2 separate regions of the Nomascus leucogenys genome follow, and region 1 is linked to region 2. Evidence: chromatin contacts called from public Hi-C data. All regions are on one chromosome and are shown on one strand. The core of a region is the stretch at or near the end of the contact, and the rest is flanking DNA. Distances in the headings are between cores, read along the strand shown.

Evidence for each region. A called contact is a pair of places that touch in the nucleus more often than the background predicts.
Region 1: a Hi-C map of a lymphoblastoid cell line shows a contact between it and region 2, with 10 times the contacts expected there. The contact joins two enhancer-like sites. A contact is called at or near these places in 2 of 4 Hi-C or Micro-C datasets (a lymphoblastoid cell line and an unstated tissue).

What each region holds. Positions count from the first base shown.
Region 1 is chr8:12,121,746-12,126,296 of Asia_NLE_v1, reverse strand. PIK3CB (phosphatidylinositol 4,5-bisphosphate 3-kinase catalytic subunit beta isoform) reads right to left here. Exons shown (of 24, transcript XM_030816749.1): 15 at 2,747-2,890; 16 at 299-398. Among named protein-coding and RNA genes, the nearest start is that of FAIM, 81 kb to the left of the region's middle. Within about 2 kb of position 3,061, the one cell type or tissue checked has an H3K27ac peak away from gene starts, as active enhancers do. A contact at or near this core is called in a lymphoblastoid cell line, where this site is marked.
Region 2 is chr8:11,882,844-11,887,189 of Asia_NLE_v1, reverse strand. No RefSeq gene overlaps it. Among named protein-coding and RNA genes, the nearest start is that of FOXL2, 32 kb to the right of the region's middle. Within about 2 kb of position 1,694, the one cell type or tissue checked has an H3K27ac peak away from gene starts, as active enhancers do. A contact at or near this core is called in a lymphoblastoid cell line, where this site is marked.

The DNA.
Region 1 (4,551 bases), core at 1,812-4,311, 240 kb before region 2:
TATAGAATATATTACGAATTCCGAGTAATTATTTTTCAGGTAGCATTCAGTTAATATTTTTGTGCTAAGTTCACTGAAACTTCATTTTTTGACCTAAATTTTGATAAAAGAATGTATTCATCAGGTTGTCTGTTACTGAGACTTCTATGAAATAATGTGGTGGAAGAAATGGCATTTGATGAAACTGATCAAACACCATGTACCAAATTGAACATGAAGATTAAAACAAGCTGATATTCATGCTTTAAATGTTGTCTGTCAAAAAAAGAAAAAATGAATAAATAAAACAAGCTGATACCTGCTTAGAAAGCACTTTCATGTGCCCCACACTTCCCCGGCAGTATGCTTCAAGGATGACACCAAATTGTACTGAGACAGCAGGAATGTGCACTTCTGACCTGCAGAAAGTTAATGATATCCGAACAGTTTGTTTATCAAACACTTCAGATCACCGAATAAATACTGACTTCTTTATTCTATAAAAAATAAACTTATGACAGCAAAGTCATTGTGTGCATTATTATTATTATTTCCTTCCTCCCTTCCTTCCTTTTTTGAGATAGTCTCACTCTGTTGGCCAGGCTGGTGTGCACTGGTGTGATCTCGGCTCACTGCAACCTCCACCCACCAGGTTCAAGCTTGCCAAAAATAAAAACGTGTAGCTAGATGTCACCAGGTGACTAGGTTCTAGCCAACGGGATGCAAGATGAAGTGATGTGCACAAAAAATGAGTCCTGGACTTAGAAGGAAATGCTGGTCCCTCCCCTTCCCTCCCCTCCCCATTTCTGGCTCGAATGTGGATGGGGTGGCCAGCCCCTTCATACTTGCGATTCTCCTGCCTCAGCCTCCCGAGTAGCTGGGATTACAGGCATGCGCCACCATGCCTGGCTAATTTTGCATTTTTAGTAGAGACAGGGTTTTGCCATGTGGCCAGGCTGGTCTAAACTCCTGGCCTCAAGTGATCCACCTGCCTTGGCCTCCCAAAGTGCTTGGAACAGGCATGAGCCACCACGCCTGGCTATTTTGTGCATAATTATTAGTGACATGGGTCAACTTTCCAATTTGTTAAACTTCAAAGTTCAAAAGCTATGATACTCTATAATTAGTTAATACTTCAAAGTTCAAAAGCTATGATATTCTACAATTAGTTAATACTTCAAAGTTCAAAAGCTATGATATTCTATAATTAGTTAATACTTCAAAGTTCAAAAGCTATGATATTCTATAATTAGTTAATTCTTTATTCCAAGAAATCTAAAATGTGTACATCTTACCTGATTTGCTTTTGTAGGGGTAAGGCAATCTTACCAATTTAAAGACAATAGGCTGAAACAGGTATCTGTGAAATCTGACTGGTATTGAATAATTGACTAATGCCCTGATTAGCATCTATTCCAATTTTTTTCTTACTTAAAAAGTGATGTACATATTTGAAAAAGGAAGGAACACTTATTTTGTTATTCCCTGAGGGGTTTAAAAACTAAGACTGAATGAATGAGAAAAGACAAGTTAAAAATAAGAAAAGGTTCTAGAACAACACAAGGAAGTAAAAAAAGAGTGGAAAAAAATATATGAATAAGAAAACCATATTCAGAAATAAAACTAAAATTAAGAGCACAACATTATGGAGCTTATTGCCTTTGAGAAGCTCGGCAAAGAAAAGAAAAAAGAAGAAAAGAATAAAAAGAGGCCGGGCGCGGTGGCTCACGCTTGTAATCCCAGCACTTTGGGAGGCCAAGGCGGGCGGATCACGAGGTCAGGAGATCGAGACCACGGTGAAACCCCGTCTCTACTAAAAATACAAAAAAAAATTAGCCGGGCGTGGTGGCGGGCGCCTGTAGTCCCAGCTACTCGGAGAGGCTGAGGCAGGAGAATGGCATGAACCCGGGAGGCGGAGCTTGCAGTGAGCCAAGATTGCGCCACTGCACTCTAGCCTGGGTGACAGAGCGAGACTCCGTCTCAAAAAAAAAAAAAAAAAAAAAGAATAAAAAGAAAAGAAAAGGAAGGAAGGAAGCTTGAAGGAAGGAAGGAAGGAAGGAGAAAGAGAGAAAGAAAGAAAAAAGGTAGTTTTTTTTTCTGACAAGCATTAGTTTCAGTACTATGAAGTCCAGATTGGGAGGGAAAAAAATGTCTGAGTACAGAGTCAGAAATGAGAAATCTATTAATACAATTTCCTTAGAAAACAAAAGAATAACTTTAGTTCTCATTCCTGATTTTACTCTTATATGAACTTGGTGAAGTAAGGTTCGTGTATTTCTGGAAATTACCTACTTAATAAAGAAATTGAATAAAATTGCTGTCATTATAGTAAACCTTTACCTTCACTCAATAACACTAGTAATGACAGTACCACCCACAACTTTCTAGAAGAAATAAATAGGTCTGCATGGAGCCCAAATATATTAAGACAATAAGTACATTTTACTGGAAAATAGCAATACATTATTAATTTCAGTTAAAAATCAAGCAGGTAGACAACACACACACACAAAAAAAGGAAGAAATAAAGAAGAAATCAAGCAGGCATGGAGGGACACATAAGGGTCTTGGATAACTGAATTACTTTGTCAAATCATGAAAATCAAGAGTGCTGGTATCAAGAAATAGGAGAAGGCGCCAAAACCATATAAATGTTATAAATGGTTCAGAAAAAAACTTAAGCAGCTATTTTTCTATTAAATATATTATGCTGGTTTATAGTTACTAAAGCACATGGTGGGCTCAAATTAAAATATAAAAGACTTACCTAAGATGCCAAAATAGAAACTGCCCTATCCTCCGATTACCAAGTGCTCTTTCTAATAGGAATCTAGAGAGGGCACAATCAAGAAAAGGCTCATATTTTAAAACTTGCACCAGTTGTAAAAGATACTGAGAAAGTTCTTCATCACTGAAAGAAACAAAAGACACAGTGAGTAACCAAACAACCTGTGCCAGAAAAAGATCCCTTCCTATCAAACTATCAAATGTGAACTTGTTGAAACACAATGGTTCTTTTGGGTCAAGCTTGTTACATGCTTGCCTTCACTGTACCACTGTTACAATATCACAAAAAAAGCTGAAGATTTCAGATGGGGAAAGGGGAGTGAAGAGGGTCAAAGAACAGATACTAGAGATACTTTAATCAAATGAATTAGATTGTGATATGGTATGGCTTTTGTCCCTACCCAATTCTCACCTCGAATTATAATCCCTGTAATTCCCACGTGTTAAAGGAGCATCCTGGTGGGAGGTGACTGAATCAATGTGGCCCTCCATGCTATTCTCATGACAGTGAGTGAGTTCTCATAAGATCTGATGGCTTAATAAGAGGTGGTTTCCCCTGCTCTTTCCCTTTTCCTGCGACCTTGTGAAGATGGTACTTGCTTCTCCTTCGCCTTCTACCATAATTTTAAGTTTTGTGAGGCCTCCCTAGCCATGTGGAACTGTGAGTCAATTAAACATCTTTCCTTCATAAATTACCCAGTCTCAGGTATTTCTTTATAATGGTGTGAAAATGGACTACTACAGATTGTTAAAATTCATGACTGTATTTTCAGTCAGCTGAGAGTTACCAAAAATATTAGGTACTTTAATACTGATTTCTGATCATGCTAAAAAATTTGTGCTTAGTAAAACAATCATTTTTAAAATAAAAATTCCATCAGTACTTTCACAATTTATTTTCCTTTGCTGTCATTAGGGTTAAGTAAGTCGTCCCAGATAACCAATGTACAATTAAAATCTTAACTTCAAATAGTTTGAAGGATGAGAAAGTGCATACATTTATAAGTGCGAATTGATCATTGAAATAATATAACAGATAACATTGTAATTAACTGAGTTCAATTAATTAAGATTAGTGGTTCTCTTATTTTGTGTCAATCTCCAAACCATTCACCTGTAAACACACTCCCATCAGAGGCAATTCCAGCAGTATAAGGTATGAAGCCCAAGTGCCCCAAGTGCTCCACTTACTCTCCATAGTCTTGGGTAATAAATGGTTAAGGAATTAGTAGTCTAAGGCAGATATCTGGGACTGAAACCCAGGGCACTATATACTAAAACCAAAAACTCATAACCAGAAAATTTCACAATAGAAAAACCACCAGAATTAGCTACACGGAATACACGGATCACCGCAATCTCCTCAGAGGGATCAATGTGTTTAAGAAAAACACTTGGCTCAGCCCAAGGAGAACCAGGTGGCCCCTCCACAAGAGATCTCCAATGCAAACTTAAGGAGATGGTGAAGCAACTGGGAATTCATTTTTTAAAACTACCTATAACACAATTTTGATTAGGTTTATTGTAAAATTCATGCCCATTATATAACCTATAAATAGTGTAAAAAATAGAAAGTATAGGAAGTTGTTTCCTCTTCTCTCACACTTCTAATTTCACTCCCCAGAAGTAAGCACTATTGGTGAGTCTGTGTAATTTCTTTTGGCTATTACACAGCTTAAAACATACACGATTTTAAAAAGAAAAAAGGATCATAGTATCCACACTATTTTGTGGGCTTTTATTTTTCAACAACCATAAAGTACATAAGCCTCATTTTTGAACCTA
Region 2 (4,346 bases), core at 445-2,944:
TTTTTTTTTTTTTGAGACGGAGTCTTGCTGTGTTGCCCAGGCTGGAGTGCAGTGGCGTGATCTCGGCTCGCTGCAAGCTCCGCCTCCCTGGTTCACGCCATTCTCTTGCCTCAGCCTCCCGAGTAGCTGGGACTATAGGCGCCTGCCATCAGGCCTGGCTAATTTTTTGTATTTTTAGTAGAGATGGGGTTTCACCGAGTTAGCCAGGATGGTCTCTATCTCCTGACCTCGTGATCTGCTCGCCTTGGCCTCCCAAAGTGCTGGGATTACAGGCGTGAGCCACCGAGCCCGGCCAGGAGTGTCTTTTTCTTTTCTTTTTTTTGAGAGGGAGTCTTGCTCTGTCGCCCAGGCTGAAGTGCAATGGCACTATCTTGGCTCACCGCAACCTCCGCCTCCCGGGTTCAAGCGATTCTCCTGCTTCAGCCTCCTGAGTAGCTGGGATTACAGGCGCGCGCCACCACGCCCAGCTAATTTTTGTATTTTTTGTAGAGACGGGGTTTCTCCATGTTGGTCAGGCTGGTCTCGAACTCCCGACCTTGTGATCCGTCCGCCTCAGCCTCCCAAAGTGTTGTGATTACAGGCGTGAGCCACCGCACCTGGCAGGAGTGTGTCTTTTTCATTTCCATATCCTTGGGTGTAGGGGATATGGAAATGAAATATACCCCACATAAGGTCCAGCATGGAGCAGGTAGGTGCCTGTGGGATGGCTGGATGGATGAATGGATGGATGAAGGGGAGCAGACAGGTGTGGAGAGAGGGAGGACAGGTCACACCAGGGGGCCATTGCTCAGTGTGGCATCTTGCCTCTAAAACTCATTCATTTAACACGTTTGAAGTGTTCCTTATTTTTCGGTTCCTAGCCGACTCGCGCCTTCCTGGAGGGATCTGCTGAAGCGTCCCTCTCCGATCAGAGCCTTCCCTGACCTTCCTGTCTCCACCGCACCATGTATGCCTCACTCTCCTTATCCCGCTTAGTTTTTCTCCACAGCATCTATCCTCATCGTACAAGCATTTACACTTCTGTTGTGCTTATCGTCTTCCCCATCCCCGCAGGGGAGAATATGAACCTCACTAGGGCAGAGGCTTTGTTTGTTCACTGATTCATCACCGGGACTTAGGACATTTCCTGGTGTTAGTTGCCGCTCAGTCAGTATTTGGTGAATATGGCCCCTATTATTCACTGTTCCAGGAGCTGAGAGTGCAGCGGCGGGCGGGACAGAGATCCCGCCTTCAGGGCTCGACATTAATCCTGCCTGAAGGTGGGAGCCCGAAGAGGCTCTCCCAGCCCTGGGCTCCAGATCACTTTGTCCCTTCCTAAAGAAATCTAAGGCTGGCAGCGACGGCTCTCCCTTGGGCGCAACAGCCGCGCCCCCGGTGGCAGGCCCGCCTCACAGCGCCCCCTGGTGGCCCCGCGAGCGCCGCACTGGAGCCCCGCGCTCCGCAGGCGAGCTGGAAACCCCGGGAGCTCCCGGACCATTTCCTCCCAACTTTCGGACACTTCTGCTTTCGCCCGGGGCGGGAAGAGGAAGGAGGGCTGGGGGAGGGCGCGGCGCAGCGCAGGGCGGGGCAGGAAGGCTGGGGCTCTGGCGCTTTCTGCCACGGCGTCATCTGGAAGACCCGCTTTTTCAAAGGCGAAGACCCCACATTCTTGGAGGGCCTAGCTTTCCTCCGGGCCCAGCTCGGCTCTCACCTTACGCCCCTTCTCCCCGCGGGAGGTGAGTGGTTGCGGGGTCACAGGAGGAGGCGAGGGCCGGGCCAATGTCCGTCCTGCCGCCCTACGTCCCCTAGGTCCTACACCAGGGTTTTGGGGCCAAAGCAAGCAGTGCCTCTGTGTTTGGGGTCGGGCTTCTTCACGGTCTGTGAACACTACGCGCAAGCCTTCGGGCGCGCTATGGGCGAGCGCCCTGCCCTGGCGGGGGCCCCAGGGATCCGCAGGGAGGGGAAGGCCCCCGAACAGAAGTCAGGGCGCCACCTGGCGGCCGCAGCCCACAGCCCGTAGCCCGCAGCCCCCAGCCCCGCTGCCCGCAGCCCTCAGAGCCCAGACGCGCCTTGGGGTCTGCTTGGCCAGCGGGATCTGCAGACCCTAACCCTTCTGCAGGATCCCGGGTCCATTTCCCGTAGTGGCTGCGGGCCTGGGTCACTGACATACGTAAGGTATGACAATCCTACGCCAAGGTAGGATTGGACTTTGAACTGAGCAATGGCTGGGCATGGTGGTTCACTCCTGTAATCTCAGCACTTTGGGATGCTGAGGCAGGAGAATCGCTTGAGCCTAACAGTTCGAGACCAAGCCTGGGCAACATAGGGAGACCCTGCCTCTACAATAAATAAATAAATACGGAGCCAGGTGGGCGTGGTGGCGCGCGCCTGTACTCTCAGCTACCCGAGAGGCTGAGGTGGGAGGATCTCTTGAGCCTGGCAGGTCCAGGCTGCGGTGAGCTGTGATGGCACCACTGAGCTCCAGATTGAGCGATAAAGTGAGACCTGGTTTCAAAAAAAAAGCAAAACAATATATAAAAGAGCTGAGCACTGACCAGTCCAAGCATGAGAATGGCTTCTGTTGCTGTTGGAACTCAAGTTTCCTGACTTCATGGATGCCCTGAGGGCTCAAAATGGCTTTACCTCCGCTCCATAGTTCTATTTTTTTCTCCCCTGTCTATATTGTTCCTTTTATTCGGTCTTGATAAAGTGTGTGTGTGACAATAAAATGAATACATGGTCGCTATTTTTAAAAATGGAGAAAGTTCCTGTGGTTCCTGTTGGAATTTTTCCCCTTCCTGAGAACATGGGTCTGTGCTCACTGGAAATGTAGGTTTGCTGGTTCTCCTTCCTTAATCTTGGCAGGACTCTTGGCCGGGGGTCAAGTCCACTCCCCTTCCTGGTGTGGGCAGGAATGGCCCATTTATCTTCAGGGCTGGAAGCACCTTGGAGGCAGCTCTGGAATTGGTGAGACTGGGGGTGGGAGGTAGGGGGTGTCAGAAGGGAGGCATTGGGCATCCTCAGATGTTTCTCACTTTTTTCCTTTTGCATAACTTGATTAATTTTTTGTTTTTGTCAAGTTCTTGCCCATTCAAAAACAGTTTTATTTTATTATTATTATTTTTTTTGAGACAGGGTCTCACTCCGTCACCCAGACTGGAGTGAAGTGGCACAATCACGGCTCACTGCAGCCTCCACGTCCCTGGGCTCAGGTGATCCTTCCACCTCAGCTTCCTGAATAGCTGGGACTACAGGCGTGCGTTGGCTAATTTTTTTTTCTTTCTTTTTTTTTTTTTTTTTTTGTAGAGATGGGGTTTCACCACGTTTACCAGATTGGTCTTGAACTCCTGGGCTCAAGCTATCCACCCTGCTCTGCCTCCCAAAGTGCTGGGATTACAGGCGTGAGCCACTGTGCCTGGCCGTTTTATTTTATTGTAGTAGGTTTGCCTGTTGTTTTGTTTTATTTTTTTTTTCAGACAGGGTCTCACTCTGTCGCCCAGGCTGGAGTGCAGTGGTGTAATCTCGGCTCAGTGCAACCTTCACCTCCTGAGTTCAGGTGATCCTCCCACCTCAGCCTCCCAAGTAGCTGGGACCACAGGTGGGCACCACCACACCCAGCTAATTTTGTTGTTGTTGTTGTTGTTGTTGTTTTGTAGAGATGAGGTTTCGCCATGTTCCTCAGGCTGATGTTGAACTCCTGGGCTCAAGTGATCCCTGCCTTGGCCTGCCAAAGTGCTGGGATTACAGGTGTGACCCACCACACCCGGCCAGCTTTATTTTCTTGTATTAGGTATACCTTGTTTTATTAGTAGCCACTCATACCACGGATGCCCCCTTTTCAGTTGATCTGATTTTCTTACAAAGGGTCACATCAGTGATGGGCCAGTGTCCCAGATCTGGGGTGGCAGAAACCGAGGTTGCTGGTCCACTTTCCCACTTTAGTCAGGGGCGTCCAGTCTGAGAAGTCCAGATTCCAGTAATAGAAAAGTTATGCTGTCTTCTCCTTCTCCTTCTTCCTCTTCCTCTTCCTCTCCTCCTCCTCCTCCGCCTCCTCCTCCTCCTCCGTCTCCTCTGTAGCCCAGGCTGGAGTGCAGTGCCAAGATCTCAGCTCACTGCAACCTCCACCTCCTGGGTACAGCCTCTCAAATAGCTGAGATTACAGATGTGTGCCACCACACTAGGCTAGTTTTCATATTTTTAGTAGAAATGGGGTTTCCCCATGTTAGCCAGGCTGGTCTTGAATTCCTGACTTCAAGAGATCCGCCTGCCTCAGCCTTCCAAAGTGCTGGGATTACAGGCGGGAGCTACTGCGCCCAGCCCTGCTGTCTTTATTTTCTACTTTACATAGTACAAAATCATATTTGTTC